2 separate regions of the Oncorhynchus mykiss genome follow, and region 1 is linked to region 2. A link is a contact called in public Hi-C data. All regions are on one chromosome and are shown on one strand. Each heading gives the region's core, a stretch centred on a gene start, on an enhancer-like site or on the middle of the called end of the contact. The rest is flanking DNA. Distances are from core to core; before and after follow the strand shown. Region 1 holds the start of LOC110489670 (G-protein coupled receptor 12-like). Region 2 holds the start of LOC110489673 (protein shisa-2).

Evidence for each region. Hi-C and Micro-C count contacts between places; a contact is called where the count stands out from the background.
Region 1: a Hi-C map of liver shows a contact between it and region 2, with 4 times the contacts expected there. The contact joins the promoter of LOC110489670 here to the promoter of LOC110489673 in region 2. A contact is called at or near these places in 2 of 3 Hi-C or Micro-C datasets (blood and liver).

What each region holds. Positions count from the first base shown.
Region 1 is chr15:15,086,906-15,093,917 of USDA_OmykA_1.1, reverse strand. LOC110489670 (G-protein coupled receptor 12-like) reads left to right here and starts at 5,709. Exons shown (of 2, transcript XM_021562424.2): 1 at 5,709-5,973. The coding sequence starts at 5,855. It overlaps LOC110489668 (ubiquitin carboxyl-terminal hydrolase 12), which reads left to right. Exons shown (of 9, transcript XM_021562421.2): 4 at 54-289; 5 at 493-569; 6 at 686-769; 7 at 853-1,050; 8 at 1,142-1,220; 9 at 1,318-2,157. The coding sequence ends at 1,419.
Region 2 is chr15:14,899,979-14,906,850 of USDA_OmykA_1.1, reverse strand. LOC110489673 (protein shisa-2) reads right to left here and starts at 1,474. Exons shown (of 2, transcript XM_021562427.2): 1 at 200-1,474. The coding sequence starts at 506.

The sequences.
Region 1 (7,012 bases), core at 4,460-6,959, 180 kb before region 2:
TGACACACTCCTATTTCTCCACTGTTCCCTCCCCCTATCCTCTACCCCTGCAGAGCTGTTCGACAACTACATGCAACAGGATGCCCATGAGTTCCTGAACTACCTGCTCAACACCATTGCTGACCTGCTGCAGGAGGAGAGGAAGCAGGACAAGACCAACGGCCGTCTAGCCAATGGCTCGCTCGACTCCCAGAACCACAACAGCAACACCCCGCCCCCCTCCACTTGGGTCCATGAGATCTTCCAGGGAACCCTCACCAACGAGACCCGCTGCCTCACCTGCGAAACGGTACCTACCGTCTGAGTCTGACTCCCCATGTCAACTACTGATGTCTCTGTTGTTGTTGTGGTCAGCAGGATGCAATACTTGTCTGTGATACGCTGTGGAGAGAAGGCAGGCTCAAGTTCTGTTGGCATGAAGATAGATTGAATGATGTTTTTGTCTGGCTCTAGTCATCACAGGTTGTTGTTGCTGTTGTTTTCTCCCTACAGATCAGCAGCAAAGATGAAGACTTCCTGGACCTGTCAGTGGACGTGGAACAGAACACCTCCATCACACACTGTCTCAGGTAACATCTACAACACCTAACTACAATAACACATTACATACTGAATGACCTGTGTATTGCTCCTTTCTCCATGTGACTCCAAGTACCATGATCTCTCTCTCCTTCGCTCCCTCCAGGGGGTTTAGTAACACAGAGACTCTCTGCAGTGAGTATAAGTACTACTGTGAAGAATGTAGAAGCAAACAGGAGGCACACAAAAGGTCAGTGTTGGCAGTGTTGTGGACATAAGTATTCTTTGCTAAGTTTTTATCGCTACTATAAGGTATTGTGTGTGCGCCCCCAGGATGCGTGTGAAGAAGCTGCCTATGATCCTGGCTCTACACCTGAAGAGGTTTAAGTACATGGAGCAGCTGCAGCGCTACACCAAGCTGTCCTATCGCGTCGTCTTCCCTCTGGAGCTCCGCCTCTTCAACACCTCAGGAGACGCAACCAATCCTGAGAGACTCTACGACCTGGTCGCTGTCGTGGTGCATTGTGGGAGGTCAGTATTGTGTCTACAAGGTTGTCTAAAAGTATCCAAACTGACCATAAAGAGTGTGAGTGTGTCCATGACTGCATTGTCTTGTTTTCAGTGGCCCAAACCGAGGACACTACATCGCCATTGTGAAGAGTCACGACTTCTGGCTGCTGTTTGATGACGACATTGTAGAGGTAAGCTAGTCGTGTGTGTGTGGGAGAACATACATGTGTGCGCCCTTTTGTTTTGTGCGAACCCACTGATCCATGTTGTCTCTCCTTCCCTCTGCAGAAGATAGACGCCCAGGCCATAGAGGAGTTCTATGGCCTCACCTCTGAGATCTCCAAGAACTCTGAGTCAGGCTACATCCTCTTCTACCAGTCCAGAGACTGACTGGCCCTGGAGAGGACAGTGCCTCCCATTGGAGCGGAGGAGAAAAGCCCAGTGCCTCAGCAGTGGGAATAATGGACCATACAGGTGTCATTCAAACCTGTGTAAATGGATCTACTGCAGCTCAGCCTCGGAGTCAGTCCCCCCCCCCCCTTGCCCTCCCACACCCTGTCACTTAGGCTGGAGATGCAGCTACAGGGGAGAGTTTTGTCAAAGGATCAGTGGATGTTGTATCAAAGTTTTGTGAGTTCGAAAGGTGTTTAATGAGGGTTGTACAGAGGTTTTGGGAATGAGGCGTTAGTTATAGCATGAGTGTTTGGGTGGGGTGAGTGGGTATTTAATGATTCATGTGTTGTAATATCGGCCAGGCGTCTGCACACTCCCTCAGACTGTAACACTGCTTTGTTCCCTAGCTGGGGCCCAGTCAGAGTAGACCAGTTTACTGCATGAAGTAGGAGGGTGGAGGCGAGTGTTCCAAGTGTGGGATGTTTGGGTCGTGTATTTCTACCGTGTACAAAATGTGGTATTTGTATAAATATTATTAGAAGAATAAGATGATATTATCATAGGGAGGAAAAAACGTAAAACCTTGAGAAGAACATGTATTGACACTATGGAGCACTTTTGATACCTTTTTGTAGGTGTTGGAAAGGTTTATGTGAGGGTTTGCTTGAGAAATGGTCATTGTGAAATGTTCATTTTCTGTTTTAAAGAAAAATTAATAAAAGCTAATAAATAGTGTGTGTGTGTAACGCAAACAGGTTCCTGCTGCACACTGATGACTCATCTATACTCAGCACTGCCCCTCAGTGGTTGTACCTGGTCACTATAGGTTCATACTGCAACAGCACAATAGCAGTCTATTTTTAATCCATTCACACCCCCAGTCATGATGCTGCAGCCTAGCCCACCCACTGTTCCCTTAACAACAACAGGGCTGGATTATGCTAGGGCAGCTCATTGTAGGAGACTAGCCACCTATAGAGACATCTGAATAAATACTTTATCACTGATCTGAGTGTATTACTCAATGGGAATATATTGCAAATGTATTTCCTTTTATTGATTGAAAGCGAAGGCCCTAGAGCACAGAGAAACCGAGAGTGGTTTGGAATAGTGGGATAAGGGCAGACAGAAGATGGAGGGATGAGAATTGGGAGGAGGTGGTGGCTGACACAGATTGTAGTTAGAGTAGACATGCCCAGAATAGCAATCCACGGGGGGCTTGGAAGTGGAGAGAAGCGCTCCACATCAAAACTACATGCCATCATTATAGAACTGAAGAAAATGAATTAAAGGGAAAATAAAAAAATATATGTTCATATTTTCATTAGTCCACTGTTGATATGGGCCCAAAATGTTTTGCATGTAAGCAGTTACATTTTCAAGATATTGGACTTTCAGATGCAAAGTTTCACTGGCCACATCATTAATTAAAATTAATTCATTTTGAATTGTAGGAAGTAGAATTTAATTCAAAACAATTCAACTGAGATGTGAAACATGAAAGTCTCATTTGACAAATCTTATCAAAAAGATATGTCACTTATTAATGCAATGAATACACATACCATTTCAAATAGCATACTATCTTGATTATAATTCAATGTGTTTTTTTCCTTGTCATGAGATGTTAGTGTTCCGTTCCATACTGCAGTTTGATCTAATGCATTCTGGGAAATTATTTAAATAATATAATCATAGACAACCCCCAACATGATCTTAGAATGTGACCACTAATGAGTTTAAAAAAGGTAATGTTTCAACCTTATGCTAAATGGTATTGGTAACCATAGGCTACATGATGTCAAAATAAACATTACTATGGTGAATAATTAATTTAAATTAAAATTAATTTAATTAAATTCGACTTCCTTTCATTCAATTAAAAATATTTTTACTTTGGGGTGTGGCCAATTAAAATTCAATTGAATTAGAATTAAAGAGCAATTTGCAGCCCAAGTCAGAATGAACCCCAACCCTGTCTCACACATCTGCAGGAAATGGAAATGGTGATACCACACCCTGGTAACCAACCATAACCCGTCCCTTCACTTAAAAAAAGAGAAAGACACTGGCATTTGCCTAATGCAGTTTCTATGGACCCCTGCAAAGTCAGAGTTCATTTTCTCACGTTAAGCCTAACATTTCACAAAACTATACAAGGTGTCACAAGGCTGCCATTATTTAGACTGCTGGCTGACGTCAAAAATGTAATTAATTGTTCAGTAATTAAAGCTGCAAGTGTAACGGATGTGAAACGGCTAGCTTAGTTAGCGTGGGCGCTAAATAGCGTTTCAATCAGTGACGTCACTTGCTCTGAGACCTTGAAGTAGTAGTTCCCCTTGCTCTGCAAGGGCCGCGGCTTTTGTGGAGCGATGGGTAACGATGCTTCGAGGGTGACTGTTGATGTGTGCAGAAGGTCCCTAGTTCGCGCCCGGGTATGGGCGAGGGGACGGTCTAAATTTGTACTGTTACACAATATGTAACTTTTTGGGCAACCAACCAAATTCACATAGAAATGTGAATTATAGATATGTCATTCTCATTGAAAGCAAGTCTAAGAAGCGGTAGATCTGGAAAGGGGGATATCTAGACAGTTGTACAACTGAATGCATTCAACTGACATGTGTCTTCCGCATTTAACCCAACACATCTGAATAAGAGAGGTGCGGGGGCTGTCATAATCGACATCCACTTCTTCGGCGCACGGGGAACAGCGGGTTAACTGCCTCGCTCAGCGGCAGAACGACAGATTTTCCCCTCGTCAGCTCGGAGATTCGATCCAGCAACCGTTCAGTAACTAACCCAATGCGCTAACCACTAGGTTATCTGGTCTACATGCGCTATTTCTACGCTTCCTGTGCTTAAGTTACCTTTTGCATCTTTTACTTTCGGTTTTGTACACCAGCTTCGAAACATCTGAAAATACAATTTTGGTTTTGGAAAATATATTTCACAGCGGTTTAGATGGTACAACGATTCTCTACACGAAACTCTTGTTTTGTCATATAATCTGAAAATAGGCTAACTATTTTTTTTGCATAGTTCATCTTTAAAGTTGGAAATTCAAACATTGCATATTGTAAAATAAATGTTCGATCCAAAGCATACTAATTATTCAACTGTCCTGTATAGCCTATCTGAACCTATATGACATGAGCCATCCTTGAGCCTCCTCCCAGCTTGGATAGAAAGTTGTTTAGCAAAAACCCGTCTATTAATGCCAAATACTACAGTCCACCCTCAAAACACTAGCTTAGTATGGATTGTTTCATTACGCAGTGTAGCCTACTATCTATACACTATTCAGCCGACATTAAGCTTATATTTATACATTTTTTATACAAATTATACATCAAATAGTCTAACAATGAGGAAAACGTAGTCATACATTTAGCCACTATTTATTGTTGAACTACACACATGGGCTGCAATCAAGGTAAATTCATGAAAATCTAACTTGAGATACTCCCCTGGTCTTCTTAAATCCTCCTGAGGCATTAATTTGTGAATTATATGTTCATTAAGCAGCACACAATTTAAACGTAGTCTTGAATGATGCATGACTAGATATACCAGAGATAAAGGACTGCTGATATTTGCATCTTCCAATGTATTGGCTGTCCAGTATACAGACGACCTGTCCCAGAAGTTCATATATGCCTACAATTAATCGATTTATGTGACGTGTTGAAACAGGTGTTGTTAAGGAGAATGCGGGAGGCTCAATTAAAGATGTTGCAGAATTGCTGTATTTGAACCACCACTCCATTCTGCCCAGTTGTTGATGTTGCATTGGCAATCAAGTTGTTTTTAACCATCTCTCTAACTGTCGCTTCTCCGGAGAGATCATTTTCTAAACTAAACTCATAAAGAACTACCTTAGAACGAAGCATTATGCTCTCAGTCTGAAATGCGCATTGAAAACATAAACTCCACTTATTGCACTGGCGCCAGTGTAGCCTTGACGACAGCATTTGTTTACGGATGTCCCCTTACTTTCAATCAGTTCAATTAGGCCTATATGTTTTCCAAAGCTTAAGGCACTTTGATGAGTCACATTCTTGAAGCCCAAGAAACAAATACTTAGCTTCATAGTAGGCTACATATAGAAATTAAAAATGTTTATGAATACTTTTTTGGAGGGTTACTGTCAAAATTATTTCTTATAATATATATATATATATATATTTGTTTTAATAAACCGATGACCCACAGGGGTGTCCGGTACGCCATTCACGAACACACGCAGAGAGTTGCGCACCACACTCCTATCTGTCTCTGTCCTTGGGCAGTGCGTGCAGACATACGGATAAGTCCTGGTATTGAGCTGTTGCTGCCTCTTCTTCCGGTAGGGGGTAGCCTATTGAACAAACAGGACCCGTCTCCGAGTCTGGCCCGTTTGGGACTCAGAGCAGCAAAGACCCATCCCCCGATGCTACTGCTGCATCTCCATCTGATCCAGGCACCGCACCTGCCGCCAACGTTATCAATTGCGTATCATGGAAATACAGCAAGGACGCACTTTTGCCTAGACCGAACATCAGAGTCTAGGTAGGCTGTGGATAGCGGTAGATGAATGGATGAATGAATGGACGGGCGGGCTATTGTTACTGCAACCTGGCAGTGCATTTGGAAGAACCATAGATGGTAAAACATTAGTGGTGAGACTAATGAGAATGTATGAGAGGGCTACAAAGGACCAGGATTCGGAAAGCGTCTTTTTTGCGTTATTGCAAAACAGACACTTGGTGGTGTGAGTTATAACCGGTACGGTTGATGTGCTGAAATATCCCCCCCTGCCACAATCATCCCCCCTCTTCGCGTTCTTCATTGATGCGACTTGCTTGCTAGTTGAGATTTCTGCTCTTCACTCCTTTGTCAGTTTAGTCTACATTTCACTGATCTTAGTAGCAGAAAGCATTTTTGTCTGCAGTTTTCGGTTTGGCTCCCCCCCCCCACCCCCACCCTTCAGCGCCCGCGCCTGACTAGCCACAAAATTAAGGAAATTAGAAGGGGCGATTCGGGCAGGGGGGAGATTTTCGGCACAACACCTGGAAGGTTATTGATAGACCTTTCAGTCCCCACACTCTTAGAAAAAAGGTGCTATCTAGAACCTAAAACGGTTCTTAGGCTGTCCCCATAGGAGAACCCTTTGAAGAACCCATGTTGGTTCTTTCCACAGAGGGTTCTACCTGGGGACAGACAAGGAATCCTTTTGGAACTCTTTTTTCTAAGAGTGCAGGCAATCAGAGGTTTGGTAAAGACAGGCTTATCAATAACATCCCTGTATATACTGTATGTGTGCATAGTGTAAAGATGCATGTCTTTTAGGCTTCCTATTACATGGTTTGTATTTTCATATTTAGGCCTATTATTTACTTATTATACATTTACTGATGATTTTTTACAGTTTTTAATTAGACTTTATATGGAGCCTATTGGTAAGCACCACAAGGCTACTCCATACCACAACGGCAAGTTATAGTGTGTGTTGTTGTTTCAATTTGTATCAGATAGGACACAATACATTTGAGATGTTATTTACAGTGCATTCGGAAAGTATTCAGACCCCTTGACTTTTTCACATTTT
Region 2 (6,872 bases), core at 225-2,724:
CTCTCAACTACTTGGAAATGCAATATTGCTGGTGTATAACAATTAAGTTAAACAATTTCAACTAGACCAGTATGAAATCTAATTTATAAAATACATTATAATTTTGAGCAGACAATGAGAGCTGTGCAGCCTTAAGGCAGAGCTGCTATGGCCCCTAAAGCTGACCGTGCTGGGCCAGACAGAGAGACAGAGTTCTTACCTGCGCCCGTATCCTTGTTCTCCTTGCTGTTGGTGCCCGGTTCCTGGGCTTGCTTGTCGTTTTCACAAGTCCCCTGGTCCAGTCGTGCGTCAGTGCTGGAGCAGCAGTACCGGAGCTCGCATTTCCCGCAGCAGATGATGGCATCCTCACCATCAAACTTCTCCGGGCACTGGAAGCCCTCTCTCCAGGTGCCCTGGGTGTCATGCCAACCGTGACAGTATTCTCCACTCGCCTTAACGTCAATAATAACCAGGAGTAGAGTTACAACCACGGTGACAGACATTGGGAGACCTCGGCCACCCCACATCCCGACCCCTGTACCCGTGTGGGCGCGCTATAAGAGACAGGGGGTTTATTTATCTTTCTCTACGGCTCTAACCTGGTTAATGGAGTGATACGGTGGATGGATGAAATTAAAGAGATAGTGGCGACAAAGTGGAAACAAAACAAAACGTCTTTAAAACTGTCATTTGACAGTTGAATTCCGTGCATAGCCTAATTCAATAGATCCATACATGTGTCACCAAAGCGCTCCTTTTAAAAGTATCTATTCGAAGTGTATCACTAGATTCCAAGTAGTTTATTTACGATTGTTGGGGAAATAAACCATGATACCCAGAACATAAATACATTTCACACCAATATTATAAATAGCCTATTTTTTCATAGAGCTTATTTCACTCTCCATTCCACGGCTGTGAGCTCTTCGAGTCCCGGGAAACATCAATCCAGGCTGAACCGAATCCCTCTAGCACGGAAGCGAGGCTGTCCATGGTCTCCTGAAAATGCACTTCTCGGATGACTTTCCCCCAAATAGCAGCGAAACCAACACTGGTTTTACATGTAATCCATACGCGCCCTGCGAGTGTCCTCGCGAAATCTTCTTCTGTCCAGTTCACCAGCCCAGCAAGTTGTTTCTCCTCTTCTAATGCATGTCGATTAACTCCTCCAAACGTTTCTACAGTAGACTAACATATAGGAAACTAGACCATGAGACTAAATTCGAAAAGAGCACGTTATTCACGGTTTCTTGTGGATAGTCTACGTCAGAAAGATCTGTGCAAGAGATATCAATTTTGCACCCATTCATACAGTACTGCCTCCCAGTCCGAGTCCATCTAGGGCGAGAGTGCTTCGAACCAGCGTGTCCAGTTTCAATGAAAGGTGGGCAACAGTTAAACTTCCGCTTGCGCATTGGTCACTGACATGTTCCTAGACTTTTCAGTGCTCAGCCAGCCAGCCAGTTGTCAGTGTGAACAAGTGTCACTGCGCTCAGTTCTGAAGAGCCCCTCCGCTTTCCGAGGGTAGCCCCCGTGCGGTGTTGGGTGTGGTTACCCCCTTGGGACCCCTGCGCGCACAATGGAAGGCCCGATTGTTGAATGGAGTGGACGTATTGACTGCTGGCCGAGAGTAGCTCTCACTCATACATTATCACCTTAAACTGAATTGTGTGCATACAAACTATGGCCAAGACGCGCGCGCGCGCACACACACACACACACACACACACACACACACACACACACATAGTTGGATATTAATAGGCCCTATCAAGTGAATGCTAACTCATTACCTACCTACTTATTGCATGCTCAGTGTTCATGGTCTTGGGAATAAGTTGTATTCTACTAGAGCTAGAAAATTACAAAAGTAGTTATGGTATAGGCCTCATTATGCTATGTGTACAGTGACGGGAAAAGTACCCAATTAAAGATACCTTAATAGAAAATGACTCAAGCAAAAGTGAAAGTCACCCAGTAAAATACTACTTGAGTAAAAGCCTAAAAGTGTCTGGTTTTAAATATGCTTATGTATCAAAAGTAAATGTGTTTGCTAAAATATACATAAGTATCCAATTTAGAAGTATATGTAATTTCAAATGCCATATTTGAAGCAACCCAGATGGCAAGATTTGTGATGTTTTTCTAATTTATGGATAGCCTGGACCAAACTCCAACACTCAGACATCTTTACAAAGGAAGCATTTGTGTTTAATGAGTCCACCATGATCTCTTGATAACTGCGTTTCTTTAGGGATGTAGTGGAGTAAAAGTAAAAGTTGTCAAAAATATAAATAGTAAAGTACAGTACAGATACCCTACGAAAAACTACTTAAGTAGTACTTTAAAGTATTTTTACTTAAGTACTTTACACCACTGTATGTGTGGGTATACTGTTCGATCATCGAGCACATTTGAAACATTAGTGAAGTTGAAAATCATTCGTTAGATGACATTGCCATCTGGTGGTTTTAACTATTAGTACACATGACAGTATACATTTTTTTTCCATAATTAAGACAAATTATGCAATTTATTTACATTGTTTATATTTTTATTTGGGGACATGATGAATAGTTGGCCTATGTTTCAGGTAATTTGATTTTCACTATTCAGCCCTGTCTGAAGCTCCCACTAGCTACACTACACCCTTTAGTTGTGGCTATGTTGAAGACTACATTTCCCATCATGCTCTACTGTAAAATAGCGTCCTTGGTAACTAGGAAGGGAAGTTATTTAACCAAGAAGCGCGCAACTGTTGGATACACAGCACAGGTGTTGTGACGAACAGCTCCCCCCCGCCAGAATCCCCCCCCTTCGCGTGAACGCGCACGCACTCAATTCTTCATTGCGTGATAGTTGAGATTTCTGATCACGTTAGGCTGCGTTTAATTTTATTTTTATGTCGGTTTGATCGCGGGGGAGGAATTAGTAATGTCTGCAGTTTTCGGTTTGGCTCTTTGTTTCAAGTGTGTATTTGTCTATAAATAAATGTATTTGCCAAAATTCGTAAACTCGTCATCTTGGTCTGAAATGTTTATTGCTTGACTACATTTGACTTCTTCCTCTATGTTTAATATAACACACATACAATAATTATTCATTTCGGTTGCCTATTCTGACGTGAAGTTTGTTCTATAGAAAATATTTGACTCTGATGTGTGCCGCAGAAATTATTTGACTCTAGCCACAAAATTAAATAAATTAGAAGGAGGGGGGGGGGGGGGGGATTTCGGTAAGGCTAAAGCAATGTAAAATATTAATGTATAATAATATAATAAACAAAACTAGGACTGAATGTGCCTCCATGAAGAATCCCCTTCCCAATAGTTCCCTTCGCCCTCAATAGGACACCCCCAGCACCTCCACCATCCCCATCAACCCTCAATAGCACACCCCCAGTACCTCCACCATCCCATCAACCCTCAATAGGACACCCCCAGCATCTCCATCTTCTCCATCAACCCTCAATAGCACACCCCTAGCACCTCCACCATCCCCATCAACCCTCAATAGGACACCCCCAGCACCTCCACCATCCCCATCAACCCTCAATAGGACACCCCCAGCACCTTCACCATCCCCATCAACCCTCAATAGGACACCCCCAGCACATCCACCATCCCCATCAACCCTCAATAGCACACCCCCAGTACCTCCACCAACCCCATCAACCCTCAATAGCACACCCACAGTACCTCCACCATCCCCATCAACCCTCAATAGCACACCCCCAGTACCTCCACCATCCCCATCAACCCTCAATAGCACACCCCCAGTACCTCCACCATCCCCATCAACCCTCAATAGCACACCCCCAGTACCTCCACCATCCCCATCAACCCTCAATAGCACACCCCCAGTACCTCCACCATCCCCATCAACCCTCAATAGGACCCTCAAGTACCTCCACCATCCCCATCAACCCTCAATAGCACACCCCCAGTACCTCCACCATCCCCATCAACCCTCAATAGCACACCCACAGTACCTCCACCATCCCCATCAACCCTCAATAGCACACCCCCAGTACCTCCACCATCCCCATCAACCCTCAATAGCACACCCCCAGTACCTCCACCATCCCCATCAACCCTCAATAGCACACCCACAGTACCTCCACCATCCCCATCAACCCTCAATAGCACACCCACAGTACCTCCACCATCCCCATCAACCTCCCCCCGCCCCGCCCCTCAACCACAAAACACAATAATGATAGTAATAATATTTTTATTTTTATTTTTTTTATATATACCAACATATATATACACATATACACACACATGTACAGTAAAAACAGTTGGGAAGTTTACATACACCTATGTTGGAGTCATTAAAACTCGTTTTTCAACCACTTCATAAATTTCTTGTCAACAAACTATAGTTTTGGCAAGTCGGTTAGGACATCTACTTTGAGCATGACAGAAGTAATTTTTCCAACAATTGTTTACAGACAGTTTATTTCACTTATAATTCATTGTATCACAATTCCATTGGGTCAGAAGTTTACAGAAGTTGACTGTGCCTTTAAACAGCTTGGAAAATTTCAGAAAATCATGTCATGGCTTTAGAAGCTTCTGATAGGCTAATTGACATAATTTGAGTCAATTGGAGGTGTACCTGTGGATGTATTTCAAGGCCTACCTTCAAACTCAGTGACTCTTTGCTTGACATCATGGGAAAATCAAAAGATATCAGCCAAGACCTCAGAAAATAATTGTAGACCTCCACAAGTCTGGTTCATCCTTGGGAGCAATTTCCAAACACCTGAAGGTACCACGTTCATCTGTACAAACAATAGTACGCAAGTATAAACACCATGGGACCATGCAGCCGTCATCCCGTTCAGGAAGGAGACGTGTTCTGTCTCCTAGAGATGAACATACTTTGGTGCGAAAAGTGCAAATCAATCCCAGAACAACAGCAAAGGACCTTTAAATTAAAAAATGTTTTACCTTTATTTAACTAGGCAAGTCAGTTATGAACAAATTCTTATTTTCAATGACGACCCAGGAACAATGGGTTAACTGCCTTTTTCAGGGGCAGAACGACAGATTTTTTACCTTGTCAGCTCGGGGATTCGATCTTGCAACCTTTCGGTTACTAGTCCAATGTGTTAAACACTAGGCCACTAGACTACCTGCCGCCCACTGTGAAGATGGTGGAGGAAGCAGGTACAAAGGTATCTATATCCACAGTAAAACAAGTCCTATATCGACATAACCTGAATGGCCGCAAGGAAGAAGCCACTGCTCCAAAACCGCCATATAAAAAAAACAGACTACAGTTTGCAACTGCACATGGGGACAAAGATCGTACTTTTTGGAGAAATGTCCTCTGGTCTGATGAAACAAAAATAGTACTTTTTGGCCATAATGACCATTGTTATGTTTGGAGGAAAAAGGGGGAGGCTTGCAAGCCGGAGCACACCATCCCAACCGTGAAGCCCGGGGGTGGTATCATCATGTTGTGGGGGTGCTTTGCTGCAGGAGGGACTGGTGCACTTCACAAAATAGATGGCATGATGAGGAAGGAAAATGATGGATATCTCAAGACATCAGTCAGGAAGTTAAAGCTTGGTCGCAAAGGGATCTTCCAAATGGATAATAACCTGTGTCAAAATGGCTTAAGGACAACAAATACCATGATGATATCCTGAGACCCATTGTTAGGCCCATTTTCTTAAGTTATCTGTGACCAACAGATACATATTGTTATTGTCACGCCCTGACCTTAGAGAGCCTGTTAATTTCTCTATTTGGTTAGGTCAGGGTGTGATTTGGGTGGCCATTCAAGTTTTCTATGTCTTTGTTGGCCGGGTATGGTTCCCAATCAGAGGCAGCTGTCTATTGTTGTCTCTGATTGGGAATCATACTTAGGCAGCCTGTTTTCCACCTGAGTTTGTGGGATCTTGTTTTTGCACAGTAGCTGTATAGCCCTGCAGAACTTTATGTTCGTTTATCTTTTGTTGTTTTTTGTTGTTCATTTTAAATAAAGAAGATGTACACTTTCCACGCTGCGCTTTGTTCTCATTTCTACGACGGACGTAACAGGTATTCCCAGTCATGTGAAATCCATAGATTAGGGCCTAATACATTTATTTCAATTGACTGCTTTCCTCACATGAACTGTAAATCAGTAAAATCTTAGAAATTGTTGCCTTTGTATTTTTGTTCAGTGTACAGTGGGGCAAAAAAGTATTTAGTCAGCCACCAATTGTGCAAGTTCTCCCACTTAAAAAGATGAGAGAGGCCTGTAATTTTCATCATATGTACACTTCAACTATGACGGACAAAATCAGGAAAAAAAATCCAGAAAATCACACTGTAGGATTTTTAATGAATTTATTTGCAAATTATAGTGGAAAATGCCTTAATAAAGTGTGCTCCTGTTCACAACTCTCTGCTCTCCTGCACCTGACTTCTCCACCAGTAGCGAACAACCTTGACACAAACAGGATGCATGCAACTTATTATGTGAATTGTTAAGCACAGTTTACTCCTGAACTTATTTAGGATTCCCATAACAAATACTTAATGACTCAAGACAAATCAGGGTTTCATTTGATTAATTTGTGAACATTAAAAAACTAATATTTCCACTTTGACATTATGGGGTATTGTGTGTAGGCCAGTGTCAAAAACATCTAAATGTAATTTATTTTAAGTTCAGGCTGTAACACAACAAAATGTGGAAAAAGTGAAGGCACTGTAGTTTTCAGGTTTAGACATCCCTCCCATTAGGCTCCTCCAGTTGGGTCCCTCTGTAAGACCACTCCCAGACAGTGCTAGCAAAATTATTGCTTTAGAAATAGCCTTTTACTAAGAAGCTATTTTGGTTTGATTTTGACCATTTTAATAGAAAACAATCACAGTAAGGTACTTAATTGT